2 separate regions of the Cricetulus griseus genome follow, and region 1 is linked to region 2. Evidence: chromatin contacts called from public Hi-C data. All regions are on one chromosome and are shown on one strand. The core of a region is the stretch at or near the end of the contact, and the rest is flanking DNA. Distances in the headings are between cores, read along the strand shown. Region 1 has its middle 45 kb from the start of Ccdc80. Region 2 holds the start of Ccdc80 (coiled-coil domain-containing protein 80).

What was found. Hi-C and Micro-C count contacts between places; a contact is called where the count stands out from the background.
Region 1: a contact with region 2 is called in a Hi-C map of fibroblasts, with 3 times the contacts expected there. The contact joins the enhancer-like site here to the promoter of Ccdc80 in region 2. A contact is called at or near these places in 4 of 8 Hi-C or Micro-C datasets (the CHK-Q cell line, the CHL-YN cell line, the CHO-K1 cell line and 1 more).

What each region holds. Positions count from the first base shown.
Region 1 is chr4:45,478,270-45,481,461 of CriGri-PICRH-1.0, forward strand. No RefSeq gene overlaps it. Among named protein-coding and RNA genes, the nearest start is that of Ccdc80, 45 kb to the left of the region's middle. Within about 2 kb of position 1,817, at least 1 of the 6 cell types and tissues checked has open chromatin away from gene starts, as enhancers often do. A contact at or near this core is called in fibroblasts, where this site is marked.
Region 2 is chr4:45,433,102-45,436,069 of CriGri-PICRH-1.0, forward strand. Ccdc80 (coiled-coil domain-containing protein 80) reads right to left here and starts at 1,696. Exons shown (of 10, transcript XM_035444532.1): 1 at 1,558-1,696; 2 at 1,242-1,360; 3 at 658-1,155; 4 at 1-269. The coding sequence starts at 258.

The sequences.
Region 1 (3,192 bases), core at 567-3,066, 45 kb after region 2:
AAGTAGAGTACAGCTTCATTTAGGTACACCCATATTAGGTAGAACAACTTGTGAATCCAAAACAGCAATTAAATAGCATGCATCGTGCATGCTTACACAGTCTAAGTAAAAACAAATTATGGTTTAGTATATACATACACTAATAGTTTTGCTTGTATTGATTATGTATATACTTGCTCCCTTAAAAACAATCACCCCATTGGCCAAAATTGATTTATTACATATCAATTGAGCAGCTACTATGTCTTGGGAATATTTCAAAGCACATAGGACACAAAAACAAATCAAAATACCTGCCCAGTCTGATGGCATTCATGTTATAGAACCACACTCTTCACTGCAATACCAATATGCGGCTGTTTAAATACACTAGAAATAAAATATAAACTTCAGTCCCATTGAAATAGCCGTATTTTAAGTCCTCGATAGCTGCATGTCATAAGGTAGACAAGAAGGAAATACAGACAAGGAAAAAGAACAACTGGATGACAATACAGATTTTTATTAGGGAGAAGGAGGCTCTGGTTTGAGAATCAGCCCAATGTCAGTTTGCATGATGGAGAAACAGGGAAGAAAGAGGCTGGTGTGAAGGAAATTGAAATGTTTCATTTCTTTTCTTTTTTGGTCACAAACAGTCATTGCTAGGGGTATCCTGTGAGTGGTAAGATAAAGAATGTTCGGCGATCCATCGATCTCTTATGACTGGCTATTACTGAGGCGAGGGGTGGACCAATAGGGCAGGGAAGGCAAGAATGGAGAAAAACCAGTCATTTAGATTCTGGAAATTTGAGGTTTTATTAAAGAGGAGGAACTTTACAAGATGGTGTGGCCATCTCTGACATTTGTCCTAACTAGTGTGCTAGTCAGTATAGACACAATCCATATTCTATGAATACAGAAAGCTCTGTTCAGTGGAACAATCAAGAAACGTCTTGTAACCTATATAAGTCTTTGCTTTCAATCTCCCACTGTTGTTAGAACTCTGACGCTATTGGGTGTATTGCTTTTGAAAATGGAAGCCCCACAAACCATTATTCTTTTCTTTCTTTGTTTGTTTGTTTTTCTGAGACAAGGTCTCTCTACATAGCCCTGATTGTCCTGGAACTCACTATGTAGTACTGAAACACAGAGTTTTCTGACTCCCAAGTGTAATGGAATGATAGAAAAAGGCATTTGGTTTCGAGTTAAAATGTACTCAAATCTCTGTCTTACACTGAACTAGTTGAGAAGATTTAGCCAGGAATCAGTTTCTTAATAAAGACAATGGCAGTAACAGTACTTCACAGGAATCCATTGAGCTGGTCTCTGTAACACAGAACTCAATATTCTTCATGTGGTGGTTGGTTTACTGTAAAACATGTATGACAGAATGAAGAGCCATTGTGGCTAAATAACTAGTTAGATCAGTGCTGTTCTAAGTGTTACATAAATGCAAATTCACTAAATCCTCATAGATCCCTATGAGGTATATCATTGTTTTCATTAGTAGATTGGGAAATTAAGATAGATAAACCAGTTTACCCAAGAACTGAGTTTCTGTTTGTCAATGTTAATTTCTTAATAGTTTTGCAAATAGCTCTCAAATTTCAATGATTTAACACAGAGAAAAATATCTCTTTTTTTAAAGACGGAGGCTAGCAGATGTTGAGTAAAAAACCACTGTGTGGATCTTAAGAGCTCCAGGAACCTTCAACCCAGTGCCTCAGCCAACTTGGAGGTTCTCCAAATTCTCTTGTGGACATTTTGTATCTAGGCAGCAGACAGAGCAAGGGTTTGAAGCAGCATTTCTCAACTTCAGAATTTGTGGTGACTAATTTGGTATGTTAACTTGACTGGGATAAAGGATTCTCAAATGGCTGGTGAAACAGGGTTTCTGGGTATGTCAGTGAGGGTGTGCCTGGGAGAGATTAGCACTTGAATTTGTAGGCCTAGTGAAGAAGATCCACCCTCCTCAGTGTGGGTGGTCCTCATACAATCACCGCAATAGGGCCCAATACAACTGAGGGTCCAAATAGAGCAACTTGGTAGAGATGCAAATTCATTATCTCCTCCACCTCCTACCTCTCTTCTTTTCCTCTCTCTTCCCCTTCCCTCCTTGAGTTGGGTCACCTATCTTCTGCTGCATGACCCCCTTCCTCACTCTCAGTGTCTCAGCATCTCTTCTGGTTTTCAGGTCTTCAGAACTGGGCCAAATCATGCCCAGGATTTCTGAGTTCCCAAGAAACACCTAGCATTTGTGAGACTTCTCAGTCTAGAACTAAGTGAGCCAATCCCCTTTAACTTCCCTCTGACATGCATCTTATCTGTACATATCTGATGGGAGCGCTATTCCTATGGAGAAAATTTGACTAATATTTATATTTTGGGCTGGAGAATTCTAAATTTTGATTATGAGATATTTAGCAGTAATACTGGTCTCTACTCACTAGATGCCAGTAGCCCTCTTTCGGTTGTGACAGTCATATTTTTCTGAGAAAGGGAAGGGGGGAGATACCAAAACTGCCCTGAATTTAAGAACATTAGTTGAAATAAAAACTTTCAAGGGTCATAGAGTCTAGTGTAAAAAGTGATCAGATAACTGACTCAACTTTATGGCCAGAACTCAATGAAATAGTCACACTTTACTGCAAAGGAGCTGGGAAATACAATTCAGTGATGTGTTCAGGAGGAAAAGGAGGTCTAAGAAGATGACATAAGCCAGGTGGTGGTGCACGCCTTTAATCCCAGCACTCAGGGGGCAGAGGCAGGCAGATCTCTGTGAGTTTGAGGCCAGCTTGGTCTACAGAGTGGGTTCCAGGACAGCCAGGACTGTTATACAGAAAAACCCTATCTTGAAAAACAATCAATCAAACAAACAAACAAACAACAAAAAGATGGCATTAGCAATGTAGAATCTAAGAGGTATGGACACTCCCCTACTCCCACCCCAAAATCAAACTAAAAACTTCAGAAAATCTAGTAGAAATTTGCAGGGTATTCTATACACTGTTGGAGACAGAAATACACCATTATAACAACCTTTTTCACAGCTGACTCACTATACACAGGCCTCCTAAAGTAAACCATTAATGCTATGCACTGTTAGATGCCTTGGTCCCAGGTGGAGAAATTTGCTAGCCAAGAACCAGAAGCATTCAAAATGTTGCAATGACCTATGAGAATACTGAATGCATGCAGAGTGAGTATGAAACT
Region 2 (2,968 bases), core at 446-2,945:
AGCTAATCTCAACACTGGTACACTCTTCCTCCTTTGGGGAGGCTGAAGATTTGATTCTTCCTGAGTGGATTTCTCAGTTCCACCAGACCTCCCGGTGTGCCTCAGATAGCGAGCTGACCTAGCGCTGATTGGAGAGGCCAAAGGTACTTTCCGCCCTGTGTGGCTGTCTCTGTCCAAGACAGTGGAATGAGATTCGGATCCACACACTAGCCACATGGCCAGCAGCATGGTGAAATGGGGTCCCATTTTCCACGTCATTGTGTTATCCACTTGGGAATGCAGAGGGGTCATAATATGAGAGAGAGAGAAAAAAATCATTAATTACAAACAAAGGTGGGCATTATCTCTTTCTCTGTCTTGGCCAAGGGGAAGGGGTAGCTAGAGAAGAAAAAGGAGGGAGGGTAGAGAAGACTAAACAGGATGAGACCCCGTGCTTTCAAGCTGCTGTGATTGTCAGTGCTTAGCAGGGTCAGTCGTTAAGCAGGAAATCCAACCTTGCTTCACGGGTGGCAGGCATGCTTGCACTGACTCAGCTGTGCTCTGGATGCACCAGAGACCACGTAAACCAGGCATTGGAATTATGACAACATTCACACTTCATTTCTTCAAGCAAGCAACAGTGAAGCAAACAGCAAAAAGCAAAGACTGCACACTTACATCGTTGCTCATGGAGATGGGATTCAGAGGCTTTCAAAAGAAATGGAAAGGCTTGGTCCCTAGGACGTTTTCCTAGATGAAATCCTTTCCTTCCAGCTCTCTGTCTGCTTTTGGAGACTGAGCAATACCAACGGGTGTGCTGCAGCTCCTGTTTGAAAAAGCAGCCCCAGGAAGCTCAGCCTGTCCAGCCGGGCTGATTTCCTTTTCTTTCGGACTGTGTCTTTTTTACCTTCTGGTCCAGTGAGATGAGGTGGAAGTTGCTGTCCTTCGGACTGGCCGTATCTCCATTTGTCTGCAGTTTCTTCTGGGTCTGTGTGAGCTGGTCCTTTGCTGCCAGAAGGATTTTCCTTAAAGTGGATGAAGTCCTAGTGATTTCTAAATCTCACTCTTGCCTTCTGTGGAGTTCCAAGATCGTTCTTATCACCCTTTCCGCACACAGTCTGGCTGAGTCCCTTTGTTTCCGAGCGTAAAAGCACTGGCATTAATATGTTTTCCAGGCTGAGGGAAAACAGAGGAATGTGAATGTGAAAAGGGGGACAGTTCCCCCCTTTCCTTCCGTCTCTCCTCCCTTTATTTCCCCCCACCTTTTTCTCCTCTCTTTTGCCTTCTCCTTTTATTTCTTCTTCCTCATCTGGATTCCATTCCAGAAATGTCAGGACTACCTCAGGTTTGCTCCAAACCAAACTCAAAACAACAGCAGCCACTGGAAATCAAGAAAACTTCACTAAGAATTTAACAGATCAGCAAAACACGCCTCCTTCTCATTTGGGTACTTGGAGAGTCAGTGAACCTGGTGAGAAGGGAGAGGGCTGTGCCTGGGCTGGGAAAAGTTTTGAAACTCTACACATCATCGTAAATCGCTCCAGAATAGGATGACTGAGGACTTAACCCCTTCCATACCAAACCATCAGGGCAGTTTCCCTTCCTGTGGATTCTCATTCTGTGCTTTGAAAGGGGGAAATCCTCAGGTTTCTCCACCTGGCTGGTTTTCCTGGAGACAGCTGCTCCTTTGGGCCACAGAACTTGGCCATGCATATCCAGACGGCATGCATCTATTTATAATTCCACGAGTGTATTTTTATCTCTTTCTGCCTGCTGTATGCTTTGAGTTTGGGGTTGGAAAAGCCCGTGGAAAACATGACTAAGTTGTTTTTATGTTATGCTAATTGGGGCTCATGTTACTGTGTTCTTGGTCCTTATTTCTCCTTGGGATGGGTGGAAGCCGGTAAAAGGTTAGCAATGCAGGCAAAAGCTGTTGTCTCCTGGGACTGCAGTTGGACATTACATCAGGGAATGGGCATTCTGGCTCCCAGCTTCTGTCGCAATGGTGAACAGTGTGTGTGTGTGTGTGTGTGTGTGTGTGTGTGTGTGTGTGTGTGTTACAATATTCAGCTCTCCAGATGCTCTAGGAATCTAAAATCTTTTACAGTCCCAAGAAGTAGTTATGTGAGGGACTGGGAAGTTGGCTCAGTTAGTAAAGTCTTTGCTGCTTAAGCATGAGGGCCTGAATCCAAATTCCTGGCACCGACATAAAAACCGAGCACCAAGGCTGTAACCCCACCACTGGGGAGAAGGAGCAGGGACACTTGGATCCCTGAAGCTCACTGGCTAGCCAGTCTAGCTGAATCAACAAGGTCCAGGTTCAGTGAGAGACCATGTACAAAAAAGTAAGGTGAAGGGGCTGGACAGACTCACTGGTTATCAGCATTAGTTGCTGTTGCAACTGCCACCAACAGTGGCATCCCAGCATCCACCAAAGCTTCTCTCAATGGGTAAAATCCTCATCCCTAGTTGCATCCTTCAGTCAGCTCCATCTGTCCCAGTTACATGTGCTTTCCCTGCATACGAAGCTCTTAGCAGAGAGTTGAGGAAATTCCTGTAGAGGGGTCTTTGGATGTAGCAACTCTTACCTCATTGTCAGAGTGCATAGGGTACCAAGCAGGAAGGGGTCCTGTCCTATGGGTACCACTGTGAGTACATAAAAGTCAGATCTGATTTCAGTTCAAACTGTAAAGTGGATCAATGCTTCGTGCCCTGTAATAGTCTAGGTGTTGTTTTCATTATTTTCTTATGTGTTCCACACTACCCTCCTCGAGTCTTTGCACTTCTCTTATTTGTTATTGCTGTTTTCTTCTCTTTTCCCCTACAGACAACAGCTACTGGTTTACTGGGCATTTTCACGATTTTTGGTGCTTTCATATATTCTGTTGGTTAACATACCTGGGAGGTAATAGGATGAACCCCCACTTTATAGCTGGACAGAGGCATGTTTCAATAAATCTCTTGAAGTTTAGACCTGGTGTTATGGCGG